3 separate regions of the Mus musculus genome follow, and all the other regions are linked to region 3. Evidence: chromatin contacts called from public Hi-C and HiChIP or PLAC-seq data. All regions are on one chromosome and are shown on one strand. The core of a region is the stretch at or near the end of the contact, and the rest is flanking DNA. Distances in the headings are between cores, read along the strand shown. Region 1 overlaps Rad51b (RAD51 paralog B). Region 2 overlaps Rad51b (RAD51 paralog B). Region 3 overlaps Gm36132 (a long non-coding RNA gene).

Region 1 (4,811 bases), core at 1,344-3,843, 120 kb after region 3:
TCTCTTCCCAGTCCCTTTATCATGACATTTTTACCAGTCAGGGTTAGAGGTAGCGTGAGAGCCTAATTGTGGAAGAAATCTGTCTAGGCCATCTTCTGCTACATATGCAGCTAGAGATACGAGCTCTGGGGGTACTGGTTAGTTCATATTGTTGTTCCACCTATAGGGTTGCAGACCCCTTCAGCTCCTTGGGTACTTTCTCTAGCTTCTCCATTGGGGGCCCTGTGTTCCATCTTATAGATGACTGTGAGCATCCACTTCTGTATTTGCCAGGCACTGGCATAGCCTCATACGAGACAGCTATAACAGGGCCCCTTCAGCAAAATCTTTCTGGCATTGTGCAATAGTGTCTGGGTTTGGTGGCTGATTATGGGATGGATCCCCGGGTGGAGCATCCCAAGCTTCTTGATACCAAGTACTATATGTATTTTTATTTACTGCCCATTGTATCTCATTATCTCAAAGATACTCTGAGTTAACTATAGAATGAAGTGAGAGAGACAATGGTCAAGGTCCCATAAAGGACAGAAATCAAATATGAGTTGTTTCTTCCCTCAGTAGAGAACAGCCTGAAAGGATTATGAGTAGATGCTCAACTGATGCCTACCATACTATTCTAGTCCCTTTATCATGACATTTTTACCAGTCAGGGTTAGAGGTAGCGTGAGAGCTTAATTGTGGAAGAAATCTACAGTCTTTAAACAGAAGTTCATCATGATCAAAATACTGTTCTGGGCCAGGGTCAGATTACTCAATTCTTCTAAAAAATAGGTTAAAACACATATTATATATATAGTTAATATATATAAACACATATAAAACATATGTGTTTATATATATATATTTATATAATGTATAACATATATATGTATAGATGACTATTTGGTCAAGCAGAAAGACTAGAATTCTGATGAACTTGTTTCTAACTAGCTAACTAGCTGTGTAGCTAGTCACTGGAACTTGCTTCCCTCATCTTAAACAAAGAGATCATGACCAGACTAATTTTGACGGTTGATGGGACAAGGAAATCAGGATATATAGAGAAATTAACAAGAGTGAAAGATTTGGACTAAACATAAAAATGATTTCTTGGCTGGGAGTGATGGGACTATATTTTAATTTAGAAGTCTATTAACAGGTGTCGATTAACCTGTAGTCACCCCATCGATCAAATCTAACTCCAAATGATTGGAATGCCAACTTCATTTGTTTTTATAAGACTGAAGCCATCACTCTTTGAAAATAAGGGTGCTTTATGTGAATGCACACAAATCACAGACTCGATGGAGGTGGAGCTTTCCTCTGCAATACAAATATTGAGGCTGACACTAAATGGTGAAGGGCTGGGTGCAGCTCAGGTACTAAAGCACTTGCCTTGAGTGGAACTCAGAGACTACAAAAGAAGTTAATGAAACCAAATAGAATGAAATAGTAAGAACGTTGAAACGTTCAAGGCAAGAGTTTGGATTATATTTTCCTGGAAATGACACTGGGGTGGTTGGTAATGCCAGGCAGACTTCTAGGTGAGTTACTACACAGGTACAGCCCTGTGACGGGTCTTGGGTTCTATAGGAAAGCATACTGAACTTCTGTATCAGCTCCTGCATCGAGGTTCCAGCCCTGTTTGAGTTCCCTTCCTGACTTCCTTCGGTGATGGACTACACTCCGTGGAGGTGTAAACCAAATAAACCCTTTCCGCCCCAGGTTGCTTCGGTCGTGGTATTTTACCACAGCAATCGTTAGCCCCTCACTGCTGACTCTTGCTAGACCTAGTGATTTTACCTTATTGCATCCTTGGCTCATCTCTATGGGAATTTTAATACAATGAAATCATCTTAATTATACACGCATATTGACATCCCAGGAAGCTCATGAAAACTACCTGGCAGAAAGCATAGATGTACATTCGCTTTAGCTATCTGGGCTTTGTTGGGGCATTAACCACAATTCATGAGTGAGATGTCATCTTGAGCCTGTGTGTGGCCGGTTAATCACGTGTTTTCAGTCTGGCTCAGTGAACAAGCTCTGCAAGTTCACTTTGGCCTCCTCCAACAGTCTTAGTTTTTCAAGATGACCAACAACTGACAGAGGGAATGACTGGAAGGGGAAGTCACCCCTTTGCTGGCCAAGTAAAACCAGGCCATCTTATGGAGCTCACAGCAGCTAGTTGGAGGCATGATTTAAGCCTAAAAAAACTCTCTAGAATCCCAAGGCTTCCACAAAAAGGCAACTTCGGAGAATGGCAGCAAAATAAAAGCCTGGGACCTCAGGACATGGTTCCAGGAACAATGAGTACAGAAGAGTGAAACGGAGTCACTTTTTCCAGGCAGGCCACTTCCACAGACAATGCAGTCACACGGCAATAAGCAGCATTTACGAGTACATGAGGACACCCTGCATGTTTATAGACACCGCAGCAGCCGCCAACAGCGGAAGAGAGGGAGTGGATCCATTTATGAACAGCAGCCTCTCTCTTCACCCTGCTATAACTCCACTAAACCCATGGGAGCCTAGCTTACCAGTTCAGCAAGAACCATCTTGATTAAAATACGATGTCTCTGGTCACTAAGAGTTCTCCGGGGAAGTAATGGGAAAGTAGCCAAACCACACTATGTGAGAAGCAGACGAAGCCTCTCTCCTTTACAGGCAGACATGTTCTGGCCCGAGCCAGTCTTCTCACCAGCTCCTCCGCTCTCCGACCCAGCTTCCCACGGGGTAGATCTGGCTGCCTTCTATTTACTCTTCACACCCTGTCATACCTCTCCTCTCTCCCTGGGAGTGACAATTTCATTCGATCCCCCGGCAAAAGGATACCATTTACCACATCACCTTGGAAGCCTAGGAAATCAGCCCTGGACAGAAAGTTGGAGAGAGCCAGAAAGGGGATTTCCTATGTTGGCCTGCCAGTCCGCCATTTCTCATCAGTTCCCTTGTTTCCCCTCAAAGCACTTGGAAGACTCTCAGCGAACCCTGTTGACTTAGTACTTGGAAAAGTGCATGAGGTAAAAATGACCTCCAGTTTACAGACCTTAGTCAGAAAGATCTTGTTGGTTTGGGTTTTGAGACAGTGTTACTGACCTTGCCTCCTGAGTGATAGGATTTCAGAGGTATGCATCCCTAGGTAGAAGGATTGATTTTGTTGTTGTTGTTTTGTTTTGTTTTTTCGAGACAGGGTTTCTCCGAATAGCCCTGGCTGTCCTGGAACTCACTCTGTAGCCCAGGCTGGCCTCAAAATTAAGAAATCTGCCTGCCTCTACCTCCCGAGTGCTGGGATTAAAGATGTGTGCCACCACGCCCAGCCTAGGATTGATTTTTTAAAATCCACTCGTTCATTTACTTACTCAACATTCAATAAATACAGAGTACCTGTATACACCAGGAACTGGGCTGAGACTAAGTCCAAACTGATGTCATGTGACTGACACCTGGCAGTGCCAGTCTATCCTTGAATGAGAAGCCCCATTTACTATTTCCTGAAACAAGTAGCCCTGGATCAGCGCAGTAGAACGACTAACAGATACCCCGTCTACTCTCTCGCCATTCCAAGAATAGGAAAGCTTTGCTGGAGAGAATGAATCAGGAAACACCAGGTGATTTTTTATGGTGAAATTATCCTCCTTTCTATAATGGACATCATGCTACCAGACAATGTCTACTGAAAATCAAAAGGGATAAAGGCAGTGAGATGCCTCAGTAGTAGAGGCTCTTGCCACCAAGCCCGAGGACCTGGGTTTGATGCCCAAGACCCACATGATAGAACTCGGTGACTAACTCCTATAAGTTGTCCTCTGAGCTCCATATATGCACCCTGCCCACACATGTGCACACAAAATAAATAGATAGATGGATGGTATGCACAAATGCATTTTGTAAAATATGATTTAAAATGCACAACTAAATTTAATCTTAGGTTTATAAGGGTTGAGAGATAAAAGAAAGGTAGTCTCAGTTGATAAGGTTGATTAACAATGACTTATGATGCTCTGATTCTTTTTAAATCTTCATGGGTGTTTTTTTTTTCTGCATGTATGTTTATGCATTATGTGCATATAGTACATAAGGAGGCTGGAAGAAGGCATTTGATCCCTCAGAAATACAATATTAATTGGTTGTTAGCTATCATGTGGGTACTAAGAACTGAACCTGTGTCCTCTAGCAAAGCAAAGCAACCAGTGTTCTTAAACACTGATCCATATCTCCAGCCTTTGACCTTTGACACTCTCTCTCTCTCTCTCTCTCTCTCTCTCTCTCTCTCTGTGTGTGTGTGTGTGTGTGTTTAGGTATATGAGGCTGCATGTGTGTTATGGTACAAGCGGAGGGCTGAATATCCGTCCTTCCTTGTCTTCCTCCTTGTTTAAGGCAGGGTCTCTGTTCTCCTCTGTCTCAAATACCAGGCTCAGTGGCCCATGAGTTCCCAGCGATGCTCTTGTTTCCCAGGTCCATGTAGGAGCACCAGGATTACAGACAAGGGTTACAGTACCAGATTTCCACAGGCTCTAGAGGTTTGAACTCAGGTCCTCATGCTTATGTGGCAAGTTCTTTTCCCACTGAGTTATATCAGCCCAGCCCAATGCTCCAAATCTTAAAGGGAAAAGCAGCCTTTGTAAGAAACACACTCTTTACAGTTTCATGGAAAGTTTTGGCGAAGGAGCAAATATCTTGATTGTAAAAACAAAGGAAGCCCATGCATTGAGAGAGTTAAGCGTACTGTGGGGGGAAGAAAAAAAAAACTTAAAACGAAGATGTTTTGCTTTATAGAAAATTCTATTGATTCACGGAGTCCTTTTAAAAAAACAACTATTTGAGATTCC
Region 2 (4,596 bases), core at 536-3,035, 75 kb after region 3:
TGTGGTAGGCCTTGTGGACCATCCTCTGAGGCTACAAGTAGAGTATGCCAGTGGGAACACACCATTGCCCGCCTTTGCTATGCCTCTGAGCTCCAGAAGGAGTTCTTTGCCCAGCTCTGGACTTCATAAACAGCCATGAGAAGAGAAATTAGCCAAAGTTCAATTGCGTATCAAAGAAACCCACAGAGCCAGAGAGCTCTCCCAGGACCCACACAGCTGCTTTGTCTACTGCCAAGCCATGGCCCTAATGCATGGATACGCCTGTCAGCCAAGAGCCAAAGCCACAAAGCTCTACCAGCCCAGTTAGCCCTGGCATTCTGATATACCAAGGGATCTATTATTTGGGCTGTTGTCTCATTGTCAAGAGTAAAGATAGAAATACCAACCCCATCTGTAAGCCAGTGTACTAAAACCACTACCACTATCCTCCCAAGTTACCCTACCCCTTACTGTGAGAACGGGCCTATTGCCTTGTGTGATAAAATGGGAAAAAATGCCAGTTTTCCCCACTGGTTAGCTGTGGTCTGATTTCTTTGTGGTCAGTCTTTCCTATGAGCCTGACTTGGATGGGCCAGTTTCTATGTCCAAGTGCACATACTTGGATCCTATGCCAGGGTCCCACGAGAGGCATGGGTCTATCTCAATTTGTCTCTAAAGGGAAATCGTCCTATGGTTCAAATGTGTTTTCTACCTCAGAGTATAGCAGAGGGGTTCACAGCTCTATCTATCAGTGATACTTGTTTCTTCAAATGGTTACCCCAGACTCGGTGGCTACAACTGTCCCTTCTAAAAAGCGAGATGTTTTGTACTCCAAATGTGTCTCTACTTGGAATTCTGAAGTTACAGATAGCAGCTTGTCAACTCTGGAGAAGTTTATTTCATCTAAGCCAACCAATGTTTATTGGACATGTAGTCTGTGTCAAGCACTGAGCTGGAATTCTGCTTAAGAGCCAGAGGCAATGGGAGCCAGAGGCAATGGGAGCCAGAGGACTGTACTTTTTTTGGTGGTGGTTGACAAGAATGTTGGGTACAGAATCTCTAAGGCTAGGCCATAGGGTCAGCGCTGAAAAGTTCTATGAAAGACCACATACTGCAAAGTCTCAATCAGATCATAAAATTATCAATAAAGGGTAAATTATGAATATCTGTGGATTTCTAGGATGCTCAAACTCCATCCCATTAAAAGCACATTTGTTTTTAGAAGCACAGAACTTAAAAATCAATTTTAAGTAAAAAAATTTTTTTTGACATGGAAATGTAATCTATCTTTACAAAGTGATTTATCTAAAATTTTGGCAGAAATTACTGTACCGAACCCTAAATTTGGCCACAGTGGAGACTGATTCCTCAGAATTCCCACTTTGTGACCACCCTGCCATCTAATAAAAAAACCTATGCCATGTTTTGGATCTGAGCATTTGAAAACAGAAAGAAATGCGACAGGTCAAAATTCCACAGTCCCTAGCATTCTGATTACTTGCAAATCCATACAAGGTTCGTGTATCTCTCTCCTCTCATTCTGTCGGTCTCTGAGTGTCTGCCCGTCACCAAGTGGTGAAAACTTAAAGGCTATGCTGGTGCGTCCGGCATGTGGAAAACCACTCCCTGGTTCTCTCTGCCCCGAGACATCCAGAGGCTCGTGAAGATGCTCTTAGACACCCAAACAGACTAATCTGTCCACCCGTGCACGTACCCAACACCATTAAACACTCCTTTGAAAAACTGCGTGCTTTGCACAGACTTGCTGGGAAGCCACAGGCTGAGTTCTCAGTCACTAGCCAAGGAGAGATGGGATCCAGCCCATCCCTTAGACCACAGGAAAAAAAAACGCTTTCCACCACAGAGCTGGCTGCAAAATGTATTCTTTTTGTAGGAAACAAAATGTTTCCAGCCTTGGGCTTTTTTTTTTTTTTCTTTTCTTTTCTTTTTTTTTTTTTTTTTTTTTTGTCCTTTCATTGCTATTGAGTAGGAAAGGCAAAGGCTCAAGCAAGAGGCCAAGTAAACATCTGGGAAAACCAAAACCAGGTTCCTCTGCTGGAGAGGAGCCGGCGTTGAGTGAGCAGTTCACTGGGTGAGTCCCAGGCCTTGGGCAGCTCTGGGTCAACCCAACACAGGCAGTTCTTTACCTGTTTATGGCCCTGCTTTGATCTGACCTCACTACAGCTCTACATACTAAGTGAAGTTAGACAAGTTGCTTTACTTTTCTGAGCCTCAGTCTGATCTCAAGTGTGACTTCTACCAAGAACAGCACGTGTTACTAAAGATGCGGAGGAAAAGGTACAGCTCCATGATGGTGAATGCTCACATAAAGCCCCGAGTTTGATCTTGAGCACAAGAGGAGGAGGAAGAGGAGGAAGAGAAGGAAGTGGAGGTGATGATGGTGACAAGGGTAAGGATAAAAGTTATGGGGTCTGGGGATGTGGTTCAGTGGGTGAAGAGCTCACTGCGGAAGCATGAGGACCCAAGTTCATATCTGCAGCCCAGATGTAACAAGCTGGCACAGGCAGCACTGTGTACCTAAGATTACAGGGTCTGGGAAACAAAGGTGGAAGTCTGTAGAGCTACTAGCCAGTCAGTGAGTTCCAGGTTCAGTGAGAGACCTTGTCTGAAAACTAAGGTGGAAAGTGATTGAGAAGGGCATCTGGAACTGACCTCTGACCTCCACACACAGGTACATATGTGCCATATATGTGTACACATGCAATGATGCACGCACACACACATGCACATGTGCACACACACACACACACACACACACACACCACAGATCCATACAATACCCAGCACTCAGATATGATTTATTAAGATAGGTTCAGTAACTCTTAAAGGTCACTAGAGAACGAATTTCACAGACCACTAGAACCCAAAGGCCCCTCAGAGACGACTACTCTAGCTTTGTATTATGTAATGAGGAGGCACTGGAGAGATGGAAAGGGCCGATGAAGGCCTGCAGGTAGGAGAAGGCTTGCAGACAGGAAGCAAACAGAGCTAAAGCCACTTCCATCGCAGAATATACATACACTATCGGCTGGCAGAGGATCTCAGGGTTTGTGTACCTAAGACCCACCCAGGAATGTAGAAGTTCCGATTTTTTGAGGTGGAGGGCATCCTTTCTGGATGCAGCCTAGAAGGCTCAGGCAGCTGAACTGTCATATGCTCTGCAGGCGGAGTCTAAGCAGTGCTCCTTTGACCACCTGTCCAGAAACACTTCACAAGGAAGTCACTGGCCAAGTAAACAGCTGAACTATAGGATTATATGATATGGCTTTGCACAGATAAGCCATGAGGCAATTCCTGAAGATAACAAACAATGTTCCTATTGCCTAAAGCAGGGGCAGAGTGCAATGTCTCATCTTCTTCATAGAAGCAGAGAGTGCAGAAGAGAAAACCAGGACTGGAAGGGCAGCTCAGCGGAGAGGAGTGCACACCGCTTGTGGGGAGGACCTGTGTTCAGCTCCCAGACCCACACTGACAGCTTTCAACTGCCTGTCACTCCTTCTCCAGGGGATCCAGTGCCCTCTTCTGGAATCTGTGGGCACTGCATACATATGCATAAACCCACGTGCAGATATACATGTACACATAATATATAAAACCTCTTTTAAAATTTCAGAAGAATCAGTGGCTCTCTGTTATAGAAGAGCCATCTTCTATAACATGATCAGATATCTTATTAGAGAGAATTGATTTTAAAGTATCATTGTCTTTTTGACAATGAAAAGTTTTCCTCCCCGCCCCACATGGGAGATGAAGACAGTGTCTTTTGTATGTATATTTTATTTTTATACTTAATGAATTAATCTTAATTTTTGAAGAAATGTGAAAGGCTACACGAATGTTCAGTGTACTCAAATGTAGCCATGCTCCTGCACTACATATGTGGCTGACTCATGTTGTAGAATTCTTTGTAGACTAATGAAGGAAGCGATATATATAACCATAACTATGCTTGGGGTGGTGGGCTTGAAACTAACAGGGCCTGCTTTGAGAAAAGTTCATCGAGGGATTTCAGGGATTTGCACGCACAGGTCCTAACTCCGCCCTTCTCTTCGTAAAGTGTGGCAGTGCACTCAAGTGCATGGTGATTTCCTTGTTTATAATTTGGAAAAACATGCCTGTGCACCACATGTATGCAGTACCTGTGGAGGCCAGAAGAGGGCGTGGGATGCTTTGAAACTGGAGTTATATATGGTTACACTATCACACACACATTGCTGGATATTTCAGAGACCAGGAATCTCAGGTCCATCTGTGCATATCACCTGCTTCCTTTTCATTAATGGCCTGCTCTTTAATAACTGTGTTGAGTATCCTGCTCAGTGGTTATGGTATTAAAGACTATGTGAACTCTCCAAATAAATCAATAAGAAAGTTGACTCAAGTTGTTTCCAAAGACATGGGGTTTTATCTATTACTTGTAGAGATAGAAATATGGAAATTTCTGAGATTTTTTTGCCACCAGAGAAGAATGGTGATTTTCTTGTTTATAATTTGGAAAAATATTAGAGAAATTATTTATTTTCATGGGTATGGGTGTTCTGTCTTCATGCGTGGCTGTGCACCACATGTATATAGTGTCTGTGGAAGCCAGAAGAG
Region 3 (4,506 bases), core at 1,013-3,512:
TCAAGGTGGGAGCATGGCAGTATCCAGGCAGGCATGGCAACAGGCAGAGTTGAGAGTTCTACATCTTCATCCAAAGGCTACTAGTGGAAGACTGACTTCCAGGCAACTGGGGTGAGAGTCTTAAGCCCACACCCAGAGTGACACACCTATTCCAACCAGGCTACACCTCCAGATGGTGCCACTCCCTGGTCCAAGAATATACAAACCACCACAGTGGGCAACTCATAATCTTCCTGCCTCAGTATCCAAGTGCTGGTATTATGGGTGTGTGCCACACCTGGCACATGATTTGTCCCAAAGAGCTATGGACACTCTTCCCTCCTGTGTAGCCATTGCTGTCGTCTTTGTCATCTTCATCTTTTTACTTTGTGTGGTGAGGACCAAACCCAGGGCCTCATGCTCTTGTAGGTGCACACTGCCCTGCAGGAGACAGCCCTGGTCTTTGCACTTGTATCTTGAAATACTGGAAACACCCCAAGACTAGAGCTGCAATATGTCTGGTCCTCATTAGAACCTAGTTCAGGAGGGCCTTATGTGTGACCTGGCTGACAGAACCTGGGCTCCTCCTGAGCCATGGCTGCATGAAACAGATGAAAAGATGATCGTCCTCCACAGTTAAAGCAGTTCTAAAATCTAGAACATTCCCTAAACTGTGTGTCTTGGGTCACTTAGGAATTCTATTTAAAGCCTGTGGGCCCCTTCATCCACAACCCAGAGCAATCCTCTCAGTCCTCTCCCTTCATCTTGACACAGCCCTGTGAGGAGTGAGAAGCCCCCTTGCTTCATCTCACTCAGGGTTTATGGGGGTCCATGTATTTTTCTTTCTACTCTGCTTTGGTCATCTCTCAGCGTTGCTCTGTGGGAGCCTTAAAGGGTTTAATTTTAAAACCAAAGCATATTTTTGAACCTTGGTATGTCTAAGTCCCTTCCGGCTCATGGCAGCTGTTCTCTGTGGACCCCTCTCTCCATGTGTCCTTGGCCAGGTTACTGACCTCTCTCTGTCCCCCTCCCATCTGCAACAAGGCTAATGACTGCAATCCCCATATAGGAGGGAGCAGAGGGTGCACCAGGGGACAAACCAAGAATAGGAAAGCATGAATATCTTAGCTGCCATTCTTATCCAAAAAGGAGGCGCAGCGTGAACCTCCTCTCTCAACCACACAACAAGCCTATTTTGTTGTTTTTATTTGTTTTCTTTCACTTAGTTCTGAGACAGGGGCTCACTATATAGTCTTGGCTGGCCCACAACCTACTTCATAGACCAGACTGGCCTTGAACTCACAGCACTGAGATAAAAAGTATTTGCCACCACACTGGGCAAAGCCAGCTTTACAGACCACCAGAATGTTGCGTTTATGTCACCCAAGTAAATGCATTTTTTTAAAGCAATGTGTCACCTTGTTCTTTCTACAGGAATAGAATTCCTTCAAGGACCATTTCTTACAGGAGAGGGAAGACATGGAGGCACAGTAAATGGGTAGGTGACAGGCAAATGGAGAGCCTGGCACTCATGTCAAGGACAAGATAAAGCCTGTCTGCACGGGCTGAAGTAGGGACATTCAGCAAAGTGGTTTTTCTCTGGGCTGTTTGGTGCTTACAGTTTGCCCAGATCCTAACCCAAACTCAAACTGGAACTTCCTGGATGGCGCCACCTTGCCTTGGCAATCCTTAATTTATTAACTCAAAATGCTTCCCAGATCCTGCCCAAGACCTCTCTAACCTGGCTCCCAACTCTCTGTGCTCAGACTCACTGGCCTGCACTGTCACAGCTTTGAATGGGACTGTCCTTGAGATCCATAAAGAAGTACTTCCCCCGGATCCCTCACCAGCCCAAGGCCACTTGCAACCTTCATGGGGGTGTGGGGGGGGGGGGGAGAAACACGACACTGTCCTGGTTTCCACTGGCAGCAACGGTTACTCAGGCTGCCTCCAAACAGCCAGAAGAGTTCCAGAGTCCACAGATCTTGCTTCTCAGTGGCACACACATTCATAGACTTCTCTAAGGTGCTTCCCTGCAGGAGAGCTCTCTGTGAGCTAGGTCCTTACACAGGAGTCTCTGCTGAGGAAAAGCCTTGGACGTGGGGTTAGGAAAGCTGTCAGAGGCTGTTTTGCACAACATCAAACACATTCCAGGCCTTATCTAATCAGGGAGCCTTCTTCAACAGCCATGCAGAGGCTGTTCCTGCAAAGCATTCCCCAGGCAGGGCGAGGGCCTTGATTCTAGAGGCAGAGTAATGGCTCTTTTGGCACAGGCAAAGCTGCCTGGCAGCTGGAGCTTTGAGGTAACCTCTGACCCTCTCCCACAGTTCCTCCCAAGTCCCGCCGCACCACTCTAAGCCACCCTCAAATCCCAGGCTCTAATTGGCTCTGGTTTGTTTTGCCTTTCTCTTCTGTCCAGTGCTTCAAAAGGCACTTCAATAATTGTTTGAGGCACGAAAAAGGCAGGGTTCAGCTTTCCTAACTGGAATTGGAGGTAATTACTGTCTTCCATATTCGAGCCGGTACATGCTGCAAATCACATGGCTCTGGGTTGCTTTCCAGCGGGGTGGCCAGGTCTCAGAGCTACAAGGAGGATTATAGAACTTCACAAAGGCTCTGCTTCAGAGAGAGAAGAATCGACAGGTCTCAGAAGTGCTAGAGGAGTTGTTTATACTCTTCTGCTGTCCGCTCGAGACTGTCCTGAGAGGTTTGGTCTGAAGAGACTTCAACTCTACCCTGGAAGTTTGGGATTTGCTTTTTTATTTTGTTTGCTCTCAATGGGCAGGAACTGACCCCTCCACACACACACACACACACACACACACACACACACACACACACACACACACACACACATAAGCCCCTTCTTGTTTGAAATTAATAACCACATGCTCGACCTAGGCTGCCCAACTTCAGAACAGAACTTCAATGAGTGAGGCTAAGACCCACCTCCAAGAACCAGAATAAGGATTCCATTTTGTGCATTCAAAACAGCAAACCCAAATGTGGAGAGTCTCTGGATCATCCCCCTTCTGCTCCTTGTGGACCCGGAGGGCCTTGTTTAATCGATCAGCTGATTCACAGGACGTCACTCACAGTGAGAGCGGTTGCTGACCCAACCTCAGAGGGTGTGTGAGGTCCACATGAGGTTAGCCCATGTGAAGTGCCTGTCTGGGATCTGTGTATACCAAATGTTCAATAAATATCAGCTAACAGTCACTGTCAAGGAGGGCCTTCTGATGCCAAAGGAGCCAGTCTGAACAGAGCCACCGTGAAATAGTACAATGAAGCAGGAAGGGCTAGGGTGCCAGCCCCAGTGTGAAGTGTCTTCCCTCCAAAGGGAATTGTCTTAAACATCTGAAGTTACCTCTGTCTCAGCCTGGCTCTCGCTCACCATCCTGAACGATCTCATCCAGGTGGAGGGCTGCTGTCCCCACTGTGCTTCTGGCCCTTCTCTTTCCAATGTCCTCCTCAGAGCTCTCAATGTCCTCGAACCTTGACTCCAGGTCAGTAAAGCCGATCAAACCGCACATCCCGGCAAGGGCTCGGTGGAAATCCCCTCTGAGCAGGTGACCTTTACAGGTCGCACACGTTGCTTTCATAGTCTTGAGGACAATGCACAGGCACATACTTATCTGTGTATTTGTCTCATATCTATTTCTAGATAAACTAAAGTTCATGTGAACGAGGCCAAGTTTCTCTGTCCTTTCTTCCTTAACACAGATGACGGTTTGCCTGTGAACTTTCTTTATTCTGTTTATGCAGATCTGAGTGATCGACTAGAGATCTAGCAGGTCCTTTCTGTATATTTGCTGAAGGAATGACTTCTTTCTCTGTCTCTCTGTCTCCCTCCTCCCTTCCCTCCCTCTCTGTGCGGTAATGGTATTGGGAATTGAACTCGGGACCTTGATCACATTAGGCAAATGTTCTACCACAAGCTGCATTCTTCGCCCTCAAACCATGATTTCAAAGCAGAGACAGTTCCTGTCGTCGGGAAGAGTTTCTGGGCACAAAGAGAGGCTGAAAAAACACTTGAGATCACATCTTGTTTTTCTCAAGTGGGGCCATTTGGCTTTGTCTGCCTTGCATTTGATGGAGTTTCATGTTTAATAACAGCCCTGAATAGTTAGGATAAACACACCAGGCACGATCATGAACTAGTTGCAGGCTTAAAAGCCTGAAGCAGGGCGTGCCTACAGTGTATGCACAAACATGGTTGACTCTCAGTTATCCGCTCCAGCACATAATCTAATAGCCAGTAATCTAATAGTTTACAATGTAATATCCTACAGCCCTGAGAGTTTTACATGTGGTTTTGGACTATGTTTCTGAATTTGCATTGGATACAGGCGGCTCTGACAGCCTAAGAATTCACTGGAGCTCCTATGTCTATCACTATTGCCTCCGTGGCCTGGAAAAAAACCCTCCTGGGCTCCCAGCACACGCAGAAAAAAATACTGCATTAAGCTTGGGGGTCGGGGGGGGGGGGAGCATAGTACCCTTCAGTCACAGAAGGTGGCTGTCCAA

Evidence for each region. Hi-C and Micro-C count contacts between places; a contact is called where the count stands out from the background. HiChIP or PLAC-seq counts read pairs in DNA pulled down with a chosen protein or histone mark.
Region 1: a Hi-C map of uterus shows a contact between it and region 3, with 4 times the contacts expected there. The contact joins two enhancer-like sites. A contact is called at or near these places in 6 of 484 Hi-C or Micro-C datasets (the C2C12 cell line, Sertoli cells, muscle stem cells and 2 more) and 1 of 115 datasets of contacts at active chromatin or transcription factors (microglia).
Region 2: a contact with region 3 is called in an H3K27ac HiChIP or PLAC-seq map of heart atrium, with 5 read pairs. The contact joins two enhancer-like sites. A contact is called at or near these places in 12 of 484 Hi-C or Micro-C datasets (the C2C12 cell line, the G1E-ER4 cell line, the MC3T3-E1 cell line and 6 more), 4 of 115 datasets of contacts at active chromatin or transcription factors (differentiating embryonic stem cells, double positive thymocytes, embryonic stem cells and 1 more) and 1 of 9 other capture datasets (embryonic stem cells).

Annotation. Positions count from the first base shown.
Region 1 is chr12:79,733,338-79,738,148 of GRCm38.p6, reverse strand. The region is part of intron 8 of Rad51b (RAD51 paralog B); the gene reads right to left. Among named protein-coding and RNA genes, the nearest start is that of Gm36048, 63 kb to the left of the region's middle. Within about 2 kb of position 2,593, at least 31 of the 459 cell types and tissues checked have an H3K27ac peak or open chromatin away from gene starts, as enhancers often do. A contact at or near this core is called in uterus, where this site is marked.
Region 2 is chr12:79,781,545-79,786,140 of GRCm38.p6, reverse strand. All of the region lies in intron 9 of Rad51b (RAD51 paralog B), which reads right to left. Among named protein-coding and RNA genes, the nearest start is that of Gm36048, 15 kb to the left of the region's middle. Within about 2 kb of position 1,785, at least 9 of the 459 cell types and tissues checked have an H3K27ac peak or open chromatin away from gene starts, as enhancers often do. A contact at or near this core is called in heart atrium, where this site is marked.
Region 3 is chr12:79,857,542-79,862,047 of GRCm38.p6, reverse strand. It overlaps Gm36132 (a long non-coding RNA gene), which reads left to right. Exons shown (of 4, transcript XR_381728.4): 4 at 1,414-3,205. Among named protein-coding and RNA genes, the nearest start is that of Gm36132, 7.8 kb to the left of the region's middle. Within about 2 kb of position 2,262, at least 105 of the 459 cell types and tissues checked have an H3K27ac peak or open chromatin away from gene starts, as enhancers often do. A contact at or near this core is called in heart atrium and uterus, where this site is marked.